3 separate regions of the Mus musculus genome follow, and regions 2 and 3 are each linked to region 1. Evidence: chromatin contacts called from public Hi-C data. All regions are on one chromosome and are shown on one strand. The core of a region is the stretch at or near the end of the contact, and the rest is flanking DNA. Distances in the headings are between cores, read along the strand shown. Region 1 overlaps Bnc2 (basonuclin 2). Region 2 overlaps Bnc2 (basonuclin 2). Region 3 overlaps Bnc2 (basonuclin 2).

Region 1 (5,145 bases), core at 1,449-3,948:
TGGAGCAAATGAAATCTATTAAATACAGTTTTTCACCGTTTTCTATAGTAGAATAAAAACTTACATTTCCTTGACTACCTTGTTAAGTGTTAGACAAGACTGATTAATAGAGCTAGTGTATGATGTTTAAAGACTGAGCTGTAGAGAACTCAGCACGTATGGTGTTAGCTACAGAAAACGTATGCTTGGGAATGTCTGATGAACACTGAAGTTTAATAAGCTAGGTCTGTGTCTTCTAAAAGTAAGCTAGGCAGAGGCATGGGACAATCTGTATCTTGCATTTCCTCTGAATGAAGTTAGATATCCTTAACTGCAAATCTTTCCTTTTATCTAACATTAGCAAATGATTTGACTCAGACTCAGTTAAGTCTGTCCCCCTTAAAGCTTTAAATGGGACTTCCTGACTTCATCACCCTACCTTACATTATTTTCTTTAAAATCAAAGTGTGATTTGTTGTTGTTGTTGTTGTTGTTGTTGTTTAGAAACATAACATTTTCTTATAGACAGATACTTGAGAGCCTTGAAAGGTATAGCTGTTGACGTTTGTAACTGAGAGTTCTGGATTCAGTTATGAATTGATAATGTCCAAAACCGTTTTCTCTTTTTCCTTATCTCCAAAGCCTCAAAGGTTATTTTTCTCAGGATAACTCTCATAAGGTATTGTTAAAAAGACAAATGGGGAGGTGGTAGGGAGAAAGGAGCTTGCTTTTTGAAGATATTTTTTTTAATCATATTTTGGAAGCTGATTTTTCTACATATTTTGTACATGTTTGTGTGTTTGAGAAAGTAGCAAATAAAATCTTTACAGCTTCCTTCAAGAGAAGGTATAGTTTGATCTAATGGAAATCTTTTTAAGAAATTACACTGTACAGGTAATGGTGGTAGTACACTTTTCCCGTATTACCAGAGCTGTATACCTTTTATTATTGCCCAGGTATACTTAACCTGTTTCAAATAAAATGCAGATCCCTTAATAAGGTCTCTTTTCAGAGTAGAGTGAAATACTAAGTTAGAATTATAAATGATGCTGTGCATCATTATGGAGTAATTTAGGATTCACCCAATGATGTAACAAAATTAACAACATAATTTCATTGTGAAACTGTGTCTTATTAAAGAACAACTGTCTGACATTCTCTTACAGTTGCTTTATTTAACTTCATGCAAATATTATTAGTAGTGACATTTTTCTATTGTGTATTAGATTCTCTCATTAGCATGATGTGTTAGTTATCACCAGAGAAATCATTTTCTAGATAGGTGAGGGACAAAATCGAGAAGGCTAAAAATGAAATCAGTGATTTACATTAATACCAGACCATCTGCTCACCAGAGATAGGACAGAGTAAACTTTTTGACTAGTATAAAACCTAGCACTTCTCTGAGAAATGATTAAAAGATATATAAGCAATGTATAATAGCGTTTTTGGAATTCATTTGCAAGAGCACTCAATACAATTTTTTCTTCCAGTAGTCTTTTACTGCTTTCAGTTTGTGAGAACAAACCCAGTTCCAGTCATAGGATTTGTAGTTAAAATGGAAATGATGTGTGTTTTCTCTCCTGATTCCTAACCCTCCAAAAATAATTTGAACATCTCTAACAATTTTAAAGATTCACATATAGCATTTCTTGGTTGTCACGTATCTAAACTGTGTGCTGTGGCCAGGTTGTTCTTTGTAGTTCCTGCAATATGTTTTTATTCTAAAGCTTCTCCTCAAAACTAGACGTCCCTTCTACATAGGATGAATAGTCTTGTTTAATCAGAGCTAAGAGTAAAGCAGTTGATAGTTAATGGCCTTTGAAAAGGGCTTTCATTGAGAGGCAGCATCCATTTCTAGGTTTCCCTCTCTATTTTCCCCTTCTTCCTTTTTTAATATTTCCTTCTTATAGTTGGTGTATTTGGGTAATCACAGCTTACTTAAAAAGGATTAACTTGACCAGACTCACCCTTATGGTAAAATAGGTGTTTATATTTGGTGGCAAATAGTTTTTAGCTTGTTGAATTTGCATGCTGCCACCTCCGTTGTAGATCCTCTAGCTTGAGAGATGGTGTGCTTTGTTTGGAAATGTTAATGATAGGTACATACTGAAATTAAAATGTAATCCTTGACATTCATCTTAATACTGTAACACACAAGTAGGAATATTTGGATAATTGTCATAGCAGTATTGAATTAGAAATTGTAGTAACGAGGTGAGTACCTGTGTGTCAGCCTTTGCTTCCAACTTGGTGTTAACATGCAGACTTCACTTAACAGCTCTGTGTACTGTATAATGAACTGGGAATGTAGTAGGCCTTGTATGTATGATACCCTGTGTGTGTTTTATTGTAATTAAGTATGTACAAATAGATCCTCAGATGTGTATACACATGTATAAACTCAGTCACCAACTTAAAACTAATTTCCAACATATAGCACTTAAAATGAATGTAAGCACAGTTGGAGATCATTTTGAAATTATTTTTTCAATATTTCTGTTATCTGTAACCAAGTAGCTTTATAGAGGTTGATTACTATAACAGGACAGACTTAGGCTTCCAACACAACATAGCTTCCTACACCTATGTCAGGGATAAGAGCCATGACAATTCTTCCCTTATTAATTACATGCTGAGCAGGGCATGTCTGGGAAGTTGGGACAAAAGTGAATGGGTCACAGCCAAGGCAGGATTGCAAGGATTCCAGTGATAGTGAAAGCATTCAAGTTTGCCAGGTCGCTGTGACACGGGAGCTGATTCCAAAGGAACAGCCCGTTACAGATAGTGAGATGGCGTCACAGACTTCAGTGAAAAACAAAACCCTAGGGTTTCTTCTTTCCCAACTTCTACATTGCACACACTTATTTAAAGGGAGACGCAGTGGGCCTTGCTCTGGTCAGTCTTCACTTAGCACGTGTAGGTAATGCCTGTCTGTGGCTAACTTGGTCATGAGGACTAGAATATATATAAAAAAAAAGTATAAGGAGAGGAAATTGGAACTTGCCTTTACCCTGTATTCATAAGTCAACTACAGGGGTGAAATTGTTTTAGGCGGAGACTGCTTTCCCCCAGAGTGTATAGAGAGAGCTCTGTGCAGTAAGGAAAACTGAATCGGTGAGTCGTGGGAGACCTTTTTCAGTGAAAGTCATTTTCTCTAGGACTCACTGTTCGTTGTTGTTGAAAGAACATGGAATATAATGGTCCCAGGAGTTCCTTCCTTTGGAAGGGTTAGCATCTACTGTGATGTGTGTGGAGGCATGAGTTCTGCTCCATGTGCCTTTCATGACACATGTTTGCTGATCACTAACTAGGCTTTGGCCAGAAGAGTGTTTGGGGTTGTGGGGAATGATTGATGTCGCGCACATCTGCCAAAGCTGATGCCACTCTTATTTCCAGGGGAGCAGCTGGTGTCCACATTTTGCGAGGTTCCCCTCATCCTCTGAAGCACCTGGGATTAGAGGCAAAGGGGAGTCAAATACCCTCTCGAGGAACTTTGACTTCTCATAAGCTTAAGAGAAATAAAGGAAAAGGGGCAGAGTGGGAGCAGCAGCCTTTAGGTCCTGTTGTGGAAACAAGATAAGCAGCAGGAGAATCCTGGAAGACAAGCTGGTCAAGATGCAGAGGAGGTAGGAGGAAAATCGTCCTGGGGAGAAGAAAGCATGTGCTATGACATCACTAAGATCATGTTGGAGCTGTGGCTGGGGCCACATCCCCCCCCCCCCCCAGCCTGACCTGTACCGCATCTCCCTCCCTGGGCTTAAAAGGAAGTTTAGAGAATAGGAAAAAAAATAAAAGTATTGATTCTTTTTTTTTTTTTTTTCATACCTTCCCTGTAGGAAACCTCACAGACTTCACAGTGTACACTCCACCCTCCGGTGAAACATTTATGACTGGACTGGACTTGGGCGAGGGCAGAGTGCAGTGTTCTCTCGATGGGGCACAGCATTTTGTGCCATGGGGTTCGGGCATGAGAGAGTGTTGTCTCCTTCTGCAGTCAGAGCCCTCCTTAGTGGGAGCACTGCGGGCAAACAATGCCTTACTCAAACCAGGGAGTTCAGAAATCAAATTCTCCGCTTATTAATCATCATTCTAATTAAGAAAAAGAATCGATCCTTTAACAACAATATAATATCCTTTTGTTTTTCTTTAATTAAGCCCATCAGTTTTTCATTTCTCTCCGTAAAGGAAGAATAATGTTGAATTGTAGGAAGCTACTCATTGAAACCACGGATTCCCTTGAGCACAGCTGACATCTTATTTACCCATCCTTAGGAACTGTAATGTTCCTTTGCTGCTGTCTTTAGTGTTTGGTCAGAGAAGGGTGTTGAGTTATGACTCTTGTTCTTCTTTGGCTGGTACACATTTACCTAATGGCCTTAGGACAAGGTTAGTTTGTTCTTATTCGCCGTTTCCTTTTTCATAGAGTTCATTTCTCTCTTCTACCTTTGTTTCTCTCACTATACAATCGCCTCCTTAGTTTTATTGCCTCTCTTTTGCCTAATGCAACAGAATTAAAATGCGCTTGAAAGTAACAACCATTGAATCAGGCATCCTTTTGCCAATCTGCCATTCTGATAAGTGCAGGAATGTGGAGCTATCCTCACATATGCACATGTCAGTGACAGGGCTATCCTTGTTTTACTACCTACTATGGATGAGTATTTTAAATCAGGGGTGGCTGCACACCTAGGGCTTCTCACTCAGATGTGCTACTGATAGATGTTCAGTTTGACCCTTAACCTGTATGAGAAAGATGGAGGCAAAGAAAATTTGCTTCCTTTTCTCTAGAAGCTGTTCTTAGATTTATCATTTTATTATAGACTTGGACTTAACACCACACAAGGATATCTTCTTAGAAGTAGGAACGGTATAAAGATCAGGGTGACCATCAGGAGGTGTGCCCGAGGTAAACTGCAGCTAGTAAGAGCTCAGACATTGAAAGGAACAATTGAAATGGTAGCAGGGCCAGTATAAACATGCTATTAGGAAACAGATATTTAAAACATCTGTCCTACATGTGGGGATTCATCATTGTTTTGTATGTAATACATTTAACTCATTGTCTTAAAAAGGCATGGAGTTTGTTAAAAATAACAAGATCAAAAACATTTTTGTAAATTGGAAAGATAGGACTTCTGGTATTTCACCTGTGTGTTTGTATGT
Region 2 (5,145 bases), core at 1,511-4,010, 190 kb after region 1:
ACCATTGAATTCTAGAGTATTTAACTGCACCTCTCTTGCTCCAGACCAGGCCTTGTAAGTAGGACTTGAATACCTCCTATTTCCATTAGCAACCGTAATAGGCTGCTGTTTTAGAGGAGAAAATGGCAGGTACCATCTATACATAGAGGTGATTCCTGCCTACCTCACCAATAATATTCATCATAATGGTCTTTAAAACAATACTAAGGTTGGACTGTTGTGGTGGCTGGACTTTTTTTCTTATTGGCATAAGCTGTAGCGTAAATAAGACCTTAACATTTTGGATGCCAGGTTACTCTTAGGGTTTTACCCTGTAGCTGTAATTACTGATCTTCTTTCTTCCTACCTTCTACAACCTACTGTCCTTTGCAACTGCTAGCTTTTGTATAACTTGTAATTCTAGCATCTTTCCAAGAGAATTTGAGTTTCTTCTGGTCCCATATAGCCACCCTTCATCCCATTGTGCTTGAGCTCTCTCTGGTTATTAGGAACCTTTTCTGAAGTCTAGGACTTCATTTTTCATGAAGCTCATTTCCTTTAATGGGAGTCTAAACTTTCGGGGGGTGGGGGTAGCAGTCTCCTTGTTTATTTGGATGATCACCTCTTCACCCAGCTTGTATATTTCAGAGTTTAGCTTATATAAAGAAAGTTATTTCTGTGTCATGGCACTTTTAGTTTTTACTCCAGGCAGATCTACTCAGTAATTGGTGGGTAAGAAGAGTTTTGTCTATGATAAAAAAAAATAATTCTATGTTTTCACATATAATATTCTTAATAGTTTTGTTTTAATAGGAATCCTTAGAACATCAAGGTTTTATAATGTACTTAAACTTTGCATTTGTCCATGTACTAGCATTGTAAATAAACGTCTGACGCAAAACAACAAAGTCGTTTTATTGGATGTACCTTTGTCATCATGTAGCAGGTTGGTTCACTCAGTTGTTTATGTAATTACATCATTGCCCAGGTCCTATTTTATTGTTGTTTTGACCTTTATTGGTCTTTGTGAATACACTGTGTCAGCATCATCCCACTTTACAAGTTAGGAAACTGAGGCAAAAAAAAAAAGATCTTCTTAGTTTTATTACACACATTGTTGGCTTAAAATTATTCATGATGCTTTACTGATCATGCGGACCACTTTAAAACCTTCCTGGCATGTATGGAACAACTCTTAATGAAAGAAAGTCATGAATTGGGAAAAGAGCACGGAAGGCTCTATTGGAGGGTTTAGAGGGAGGGAAGGGAACAGGAAATGATGTATAATTATAACCTCAAAACATTTAAGAAAAAAAATGTTTTTTAAGCTGTACAGTTTCTTTTACCAAACATTGAAGTGTCAGAGTTTTAAACTGCTTAGTTCTGTTTGAGAGCATAAAGGTTATTTCAATAATCTGGTGTTCAAATACCTTGGTAGAATTTCATTTTCTTCAAGGAAGGAGGAAATGTGGCTATGGAGGGGGAATCTGAGTGTCAAATCTTCTTCATGAGAAGGTGCCCATTCTTGTGCACATCACTAGATGGGTGTAAACAGAAGCGGGAGTAGGTCCCACATTAGTCTCTGCTTCTATTAGCATCAGTATCCTAAATATCCAGTGTGAGTTTTGTGGCGAGTACTTTTGGTGGAATTTGAATTGAACTCTGTAATGTGTGATTGGCTGTGTGATGTGGACACAGGAACATACAAGCTTTGTGGTGGAAAGCTTGTGCTGATGGCAGTGAGGTGGCATTGGAGGATACTGTCAGTCAGAGGTGGCATTTTTTGGGTGCTATGGGTTCAGATACCTCTTGCTTACCTTAGCAGGAGAAGGACTTGCGTTTCCTGCTGATGGGGTTTGGTTGAAAGCAAATCTAGCACCTTCCATTAGCATTTTTGAAAATGCTTTTTTGTTAAGTGAAGGGACTGATACTTCCTAGTGTTGTCTTCGTTGGTCTTTTTTTGTTTGTTTGTTTGTTTGTAGTTTTGGGTTTTATTGTTTGGTTGGCTGGTTGGTTAAGTTTTGGTGACAGATGGGTAGGTCTTACATTGGATCATCTGGAAGAAAGTATGATAATATTAGGCTCATGAAGAAATATAGCCATTCTCCCAAATTAAAGAAAGGCAAAGCACAGCTTGAGTGGGTAAGTGAGGTTTGCAGCTCTGTCACATGAGCATCGAATGTGACCGATGGCAGTAAGTCACCCAGGATTATATCCATTACTCAGTCAAACAATCTGATAACATTTGTAGAGCAGTTTGTTTACCTGGAAATTACCCTTGCACATTCTCCAGTCTGCAGTGCAATTTCTGACCTAGGATAAAAAGAAATTAATCCAGTTATAGTCCTTGTATTTAGAGATCTGGTGCAAACATCTCATTCTGAGCTCTACAGGTACAGTGTTATCCTGGTTTAGCGGCTGATACACTAAATGTTAGCATTAGTACAAGAAGAAAGGAGCATCAAAGGATGTTAGGGCCCCCTAGACTTCTTGCCTTTTATCACCTAGCTTTAATTTTCTAATGGTGGGCTAAATGGACCTCCTTGCTCTCATCTTCAAAAGGAAATTCTCCTTCTTGGTAGCAGCACCTCTAGGCAAAGGACCAAAAGGACAGAAAAGGAACCAGGATGAAGGCCTAGAAGGAGGCCCCTCTACCCAGTAAGGAAGTTGCATGTTTTTCTTATGTAAAGATGATTGATGATCTGTGGAAAATAAGAGTGGGCATTAAGGCAGCTTTCCTTACGACAGCTTGAGTGAGTGTGTGGCCAGAGCTTTCTTGATTAACAAAGGTCTTCCTGACCTTGGCAGTGACTCATAGCCTTGCAGGGATGAACAGTTCCTGAACAGTTCCTCCGGCATCAGAAGCACAAACAGGTCTTTTCAGCCATTTGTTAGAGAACAGTGGAGAAAGTGGTCTAAACTTCTTAGGACCTGAAAACAGAAGAGAGTATTGGAATCATCTCCATGCATGCTCAGTGTAGTTTCAGACTCTGAAATACAGGGCTGACCAGTTTAGGGGAGAAGCTTAAAACTAGGTCACCTGTTTATCAGAAATACATAAAATGGTTTTCCATATTTCTGAGGTTGAAGGTAGATGATGTTTTACTGAGTTTTACAACATCTTTTGTAAAATACCAAATACTGTTGCTTTCTCGGGCTAGATAACAGCATTTCTACTTTCTTGGCTAGAAATTTGACAGTACTTAGAGCCCCAGAGATGTTGACAGCCTATAGAGTGAATGTTTACCTAGACTGGTGACTTTGACTTATTCTCACTTAAAATTAAAGATCAAACTCATTTTCTATAACTAGGGGATGTACATCCCAGCAGCACACAAAGGTTCTGCTGGTCTTATTTTCTTTATAATTATTGAAGGGAGGGAAGGAAGGACGGAGAGGGAGAGAGAGAGAGAAACCTTTCATGGTTTACCTCAGATTTCCAGGTCTTTACTCTCTCAGCCTGGCCTGAGTCTACTATGTAAAAAGTAAGTAAATGAATAAAAACAAAAACGTTAGGAAACATTATAAGGTGGTATGCATTTGACATATGTCTGGTATCAGTGTTATTGAAACCTTTTGTAGAGCTCTGTGTGTATACACATGTGCAGTATGGTGTACTTGCTACTTAACATTAGAGACAGTGTTAAGACCCATGCCTTTGTGTTCTGAAGACCAGTTTCCCTGGGGAAAGTGGATGCGGTATATTTGCACAGCAATGAGTAGAAATACAGGTTACAACTTTAGGTGTAATGCTAAAGTTGACTTTAGTATTGAGGTGATATGTAAGAGAAGATACCCAGGCTAAGTATCTTCCTTTGTGAGATTTAGGCTGGAAGTAGAGATGGGCAGTGATGAATACAGATCAAGTAGACATTTGAGATACAGTTTAAATTTGCTGAACATCCAGAGCAGAAGTTGAAGAAAAGTATACAGTGCGGATAGCTAGCTCAGTATTCAGTGTTTGAACATGCACTTGGGCATAATGAACCAATAAATACTGAGAGTAGCACAGAATGATAGAATGATAAATTTGTGACTGGAATATTTTATGTATCAAGAAATGAGAGGGATTTCCTTCCTCTATCCAGGCGTCAGAGAACAAAACAGAGTGGGTGGTGTTCGGAATGTCTTACAGTGAAAAATTAACAAAAAATAAGCTTTGTTCCAAATGTTCATGACAAGAGGTAGACAGACCTGTGCTTCTTTGTGGTTTTGTACAGGTGACATGCCCTTCATCCAAAATGATTAGGGCCACAATGTTTGCAATTTAATTTTTTTTTTTAAATTTTGGAATATTTGCATCTTTGCCTTTTCCACTTAAGCATCCCTAATTCAAAGATCTTAAATCTGATTTCTTTCCAGATCCCCAAATTAGCATCATCAAATAGTTTCAGACTCTAGATTTAACGAAGAGAGGCTCAGTCTATAATAATAAAAGACTGTTCAGCTTTGTTATAAAATTACTGCTTTGCTTTGCTGAGTTCTTAGTTTAGCCTCGGATAAGTATAAGATCCTCAGTTGTTTTTATGACTCCCGTCATTGTATAAGAACAGACCATTTCTATACCCACTCTTGTTTACTGTGAGCCTGCTATGAGGAATTCATTGACTAGCAGACAAGTGCCACTGCCTTCAAGTGGAGGTCTATGACCAACTGCACTGCTGGATAGACAGTGACAAGTACTTAGTAGAAAGCACTGCAGACATTAGGGAAGAGATGAGACTTTTCCTTTCCAGGAGATCTGGAAAGCTCTATTGAGAATTTTTTCTTGGATCTCCTCTAGCAGGAGTAGGTAAAATTTCAACTTGCCAGATGGCATGGGTGCAGAAAACCTGAAGACGTGTAACAAACAAGACAGTTTGCCTTCAGTGTAGCTTAGGAAGAGTCCTAGGAAAGAAGCTAGTTATAGCTTGGACTTTGCTTGATAAATGAAGATCGTCCTAAATGCCGTTTGAGGTCTCTCCAGAGCCTGTGGGTGGCCTGTCTATTCTCATGTTAGTATTTATGTGGCTTTTCTAAAAAGTTTGTGAAATTCAGCATAACTCTTTAACCTACACTTGACTGTTTTAAAGGTAAAAACTTTTCCTGCCATTTTCTTCCAAGTTTTAATGGGAAAAGTTTATGATCAATTTTTAAAAGATTTTGTGGACCAGAACCATGCCAGTT
Region 3 (5,145 bases), core at 796-3,295, 130 kb after region 1:
ACTTTCCCAAAGCTGAATCAGTTCTGTGTTCCTGAGCTTGATAGATGTGTTAGAGGGACATTTGGATGGAACAGGAGACTCGATCCGTATAACACTCAGCTTACTGACCTTCACAGCAGGACGTGGGAGGACAGTTATTTTCCTTATAGACTGCTTTAGCCTTAAGGAAGGAAGTACCTGCCACCAAGCTAGTGAATGCTAAAGTTGTCATTGGCTTCCAGGTGATCTGCAGGAAGATGAGTGTCATTCCTTTGGCCGATGCCACCCTGTAAGAAAGACTGCTGTTACGCTGGGGCTTTGGGAGCTTTTCTTCAGTATGTTCTATAAGTGTGATTTCCTTTCCTTGCTTGCAGTTATTTAGGGAAATATAATCCCACATTGTTACTTGACTTAGTGCTTCATCAAACCTGATTTTTTTTCCATACCCATGTTTTATCTATACCTCTTAGCTCTTTCAGTGTAAAAATAAACAGGTTTGCATCATCTGGACTATCCATCACTTAATAGCATATTAAACATATATACGACATAAAGCATTTTCCCGTGGACTTTGGATCCTGTGACACATGAAATGCAAGGACAGTAGAGTTAAGTTAGAGTCATTTACCATCCTACTTTATGATTTACTATGCTGCGAGCCTTATTGCTTATATAGGTCACTGTTTACAGCATTTCTTGTAAAGATTTAATTTTAAAAGAATATGTGTGTGCATACATCTCACACACACACACACACACACACACACACACTATTGCAGTTGGAGTGGAAGACTATGAGTTCCGGTGCTTGTGGAAGCCAAAACAGGACACTGGATCTCCCCAAGTTGGAATTACAGGCAGTTATGAGCCTTCCTACGTGGGAGCTGGGAATGAAACTTGGGTCCTCTGCAAGAGTAGTGTGTGTAGTTACCTGCTGATCCACCTCTCCAGCCCTACTTCTAAATCTTGTATAATCAGCAGAAAGTGATTTTTGTTCTCAGTCTCATTAAGTTTGCATTCTCCCCTTTTACTTAATAGGTCTTCGTAGACTAGAGGCCCTTACTTAAATGGAAAGTATAAAATATCCACCAAAAAAAAGTTGTAGTTTTTTTTAATGTAAGTGTACATCACATAGATGTTGCTGGATTTCCTGTTTTTATTTACTAAACTCATAAATGTCAATTAAGTTTCTATTAAGACTCAGTATGTAAAATGAAATTTTAACCTAGGATCCAAGGCATTCTATAATCAAAACTCTTGGTTATGTTTGTCTTACATTTTGAATCAGGCGCTCTTGGAATTCTGTTTACAAATTCCACAAGTTTATTGTAGACATGGTGCCTTATAAAGACTTGAACAGGACAGATCAAAGTCAATACTTCCATATGAGAGGTCAAATGTCTTTATTATTTGTCTCAGTCTGTGTTAAGCTTACAATTTATGTAAATATCTATGAAAGGAGTTTGCCATCAGCCCCTACCTATCTTGTGTCTCCGTAGCTGTGGCTCATCTTCCTCAGCCAGTTTTCTTCTTCACATTGGAAAGTCTCCCATCCTCAGCAATAAAATGTCTGAAGTGTCTGTGCTCTCCTGTTCATTCTGAGAGACTTGACAGCACTGTCTGGAATCATGTATAGACTTCCCAGGATACATAGCACACTGAGAAGAAAACCGGACTTTCCTTTGTTACAGGAAGATAATGTTCTCACATATTCACCCACAGCACAGCTCTGGCCTTACTCTAACTGACATGGAGAAGGTCTGTCAGCAATTGTACTTTGGAAGAACATTTTTAGCAGGTGTTTAGGACTTGGTGAACTGTAACAGCACACTACTAGGCTGGGTGCTTCTTAGCATAGTGCAGTGATGATAGTCTGACCAAAGGTGGAAGGTTGGCCATTTAAGAAAATGCTTCTAGATTGTTACAGTGTTCCAGAACCTGGCTGTGCCTAGCCTCAGATCCTTTCCTTAGAGGAACCAGCTTTTGCTGTCCCGGCATTCTGTTCTGCTGTCTCCATGAGGAAAGTCCTTGAACATTTCTGTACTTGCTTCACTTGAGTGAAAACAAAGCCATTTCCTGCCTGGCACAGGAGACTGTTGCTTGACCTGGGGGCACAGTGCCCTCTCCTGCCTCTCTCCTCTCCTCCCTGATTGGAGCTGATAAGCCATAAAGGGAGGACATCCTGATGTAAAGGCCTGTGCTTGATTAATGGCTCTGGCTGCTCTCTCATCGCATCCCTCAGCTGCGGGTTCCCTTGCTTTCTCAGCCTACCCACCTTCTGCATGTTGCTTTAAACTCCTTCAATTTTCTTTTAGCATCGTTCAAACAGTGCCTCCTTTTCAAAGTCCTGGGCCATCTGCCTGCTAGCTTCTCAGATATGTTGTCACGTGATGCAGGATGAGTGTTGCAAGATCTTGTGTCCTAAGTACTGTCAGTGCTGATTTACTGGTCAGGGGCTTCCTGGGTGAAACTGACGTTTTCAGAACTCTCTTTCTCAGACTGTGACAAAGCTCTACATCAGTTAAAGGGAGGATGCTAGAGAGAGAGTTAAAGGGACAGCTGTTGAATAAGGAGCTTGCAGCTTGTTCTAGCTCTGACTGTTGGAACCATTTCCAGGTTATTTAATTAAGTTTTTCTCATTTTTTTTTTCTGTGAAGATATCTATATGATTTGTACATAGTAAAAGCCTGGTGAAGTGTTAGTTGTTTTAATTACTGAATCAAAATAACAGATATATCAAAGTTGACTAGTTAAAAGATAGCTGTAGGCAGACTAATGTATTTCCTGTGTTCTGGTTCTTTTATGTGCAAATTCAAATAATAATAGGAATGCGCCTAAATATCACAGTGGCTTGAAGGAAGATAAAATGAGTGGGGAGTTACCCTAATGTTCTGGCATAAGCATTTTAGCTCAAATCCTATGTAGTCAATGCGGTAATTCTAAACATGAACAGTCATGAGACTGTCTAAGAGTTTTAGCCCTTGGGAGGTAGAGGCAGGAGAATCAGCCATTCATGGTCATTCTCAGCTTCATGGTGAGTTTGAGCACAGCCTGGAATACTTGAGACCCCATCTCAGAGACAAAAACAGAGTCTTTCAAAGTGCAGTGTGGAAGGGGGTGTGCTTCAGAGTGGAGTTTTGTACCGGTTTATCTTGGCTGTGAGGCCCAGAGCTCTTCAGGGGCAGTCTCCTCGTCCAAGAACTCTAGGGCAGCTGTGTGGGCCTCATTTGAACAGAAGCAGAGACAAAGTTACTCCAGACAACTTTATCCCAGACCACTGTGAAGTCTCACTAGAGCTTCCCGGTTTTTGAGAAGTAGAGAGCAGTGCATTATGTGTTGAAAACCAAAGAGATTAAACTGAGGAAGAGCTGCCCTTGCTTATCTTCACACCTCTCCTTCTGCGTGTGAATACTTTGATAGGCTCACTACTTTATCATTTTATTGCATTTTATTACATCATAAATTTTTATATCTTGCTAACGATCCTACAGGAAGCTTAATTGTTTATAGGAACATCTTAATTAACTAGAGTTCACCATGTTAAGCGGAACACAAATTGAAGGGGTGATAAATGAAACACCCTCCGTTCCTCTCCTTTTATCGGATGCACTATTCACATAAACTAGCATCTTCCCCCAGGTTGTAAGGACTGGTTCCTAAGCATTCTGTGCTGATGCTCCCCACCATTCTCTCTCTACTGGACCATAATGGCTGACTTCCTCCAACCTCCCTCTACTCCTCTATGGAACTGTGATCAGAGAAGAGTACTCTCACAGAGAATTCTGACCTGTATGCTGTATGCTGAGGGTCCTGAAATACTGTTTTTGCATCCCATTCTTTCCTAAGTACTTGCCTTCTTCAGATCATCCCAAAGCAGATTACTGTGTGCTAGAAAGTGAATCCCCGAGCAGATGATATGATAAGCGGGGGGGGGGGGGGGGGGTGGGTGTTGTTGCTGGTAAGAGGTCCAGTAGCTCTCTCATGGTCTCCTTTTTGGCTCTCTAGTAGAAATGGAATCCCCACGTTGACCTTTCGGCTTTCCTGACTTGTTGATGATGAATTGGTGACGGTAAACATGGGGTCTCAAACCTGTCTACCTTAAAGGACAGTTTATCTGGCCTTCGATTTAGTAGGCCAACAAGTGTGAAGGCAATTCTAGGCCTGGCTGTTGAAGAAAAACACTTCTTTTGAGCCCTTGAAATAAGGCAAGTTCAAGCTCAGATGTGCTGTAAGTGTAAACCAGATTTTGGAGAGCCTGTCTTAAAAAAAACTAGGTTGTAAAATTATCAGTAAGAAGTATTCTGTCTAGTTACATACCAGCATCTCTGTTAGATCTAAGAAAAATTTCTAAAGTTGTATCATGTTTGCTTTTTTTACTTTCCTCAGTGAAAATTGAAAAACTTTTAAAAAGTATGTTGAGGCCTGGGGCTGTAGTTCAGCTGGTACTGGTCTTGCTTGCCCTGCACAAAGTACTAGATTCCCCAACACCACATAAAGCAGGGCAAGTCTACAATTCCTGTGCTCAGGAGGTAGAAGCTGGAGGATCGATTGTTCAAGGTCATCCTTCCTCTCATAGTTAGTTCAAGGCCAAACTCTAGAATCCTCTTTCTATAGCCATGCTGTGATAGGCTATCTGTGCATAACATAAACTTAGATAACCCAGTCTTAGGTTGAAAATGGATTACTAGCAGAGTGGTTAGAACTGATCGGACAACCAGAAAGCCTCAGTTCAGGCTCTAGTCTCTCTTTGGTCACTGTGAAGTCTCCCTAGAGCTTCCCATTGTAGCATTTCCACAGTATGGGACTTGTGTGGCCTTTCCTGTGGTACCCTGTTCATGCCTGAGGAGCAATTCCCCACTGAGTGTCTCCTACAGGAGGCAAGTCTCCCTGTGAAGCCACCCTCCTACTGTGCCAGGGAGCCAGGAGGGGACACTTCATCTTTATGATGCTCTGGTATCAGAAGCCCTAGCTTCTGTGTGTTATGTGAGACAGTGGTTTATGGAAATTTATTTTTCTGTAAGTCTCTGATCTCTGGTTGCCTGCGTCTTTAGCAGAAGCCCCTTGCTGTGGCCTGCAAGGCTGCAGGGTCCTTATCTGAATTCCCATTTTTTAATTCGTTTCTCTTTTGAGTCTTCACTCTGATTTTTCTTTTAATTTTTCTCTGAA

The links. Hi-C and Micro-C count contacts between places; a contact is called where the count stands out from the background.
Region 2: a contact with region 1 is called in a Hi-C map of uterus, with 4 times the contacts expected there. The contact joins two enhancer-like sites. A contact is called at or near these places in 10 of 484 Hi-C or Micro-C datasets (embryonic fibroblasts, granulosa cells and uterus) and 2 of 9 other capture datasets (embryonic trunk and pancreatic islet).
Region 3: a contact with region 1 is called in a Hi-C map of uterus, with 3 times the contacts expected there. The contact joins two enhancer-like sites. A contact is called at or near these places in 1 of 15 datasets of contacts at CTCF or cohesin (the NIH/3T3 cell line), 11 of 484 Hi-C or Micro-C datasets (embryonic fibroblasts, granulosa cells, muscle stem cells and 2 more) and 1 of 9 other capture datasets (adipose tissue).

What each region holds. Positions count from the first base shown.
Region 1 is chr4:84,538,349-84,543,493 of GRCm38.p6, reverse strand. All of the region lies in intron 3 of Bnc2 (basonuclin 2), which reads left to right. Among named protein-coding and RNA genes, the nearest start is that of Bnc2, 130 kb to the left of the region's middle. Within about 2 kb of position 2,698, at least 19 of the 459 cell types and tissues checked have an H3K27ac peak or open chromatin away from gene starts, as enhancers often do. A contact at or near this core is called in adipose tissue, granulosa cells, muscle stem cells and 1 more, where this site is marked.
Region 2 is chr4:84,350,451-84,355,595 of GRCm38.p6, reverse strand. The region is part of intron 5 of Bnc2 (basonuclin 2); the gene reads left to right. Among named protein-coding and RNA genes, the nearest start is that of Gm33597, 130 kb to the right of the region's middle. Within about 2 kb of position 2,760, at least 6 of the 459 cell types and tissues checked have an H3K27ac peak or open chromatin away from gene starts, as enhancers often do. A contact at or near this core is called in granulosa cells and uterus, where this site is marked.
Region 3 is chr4:84,404,656-84,409,800 of GRCm38.p6, reverse strand. The region is part of intron 4 of Bnc2 (basonuclin 2); the gene reads left to right. Among named protein-coding and RNA genes, the nearest start is that of Gm33597, 190 kb to the right of the region's middle. Within about 2 kb of position 2,045, at least 31 of the 459 cell types and tissues checked have an H3K27ac peak or open chromatin away from gene starts, as enhancers often do. A contact at or near this core is called in adipose tissue, granulosa cells, muscle stem cells and 1 more, where this site is marked.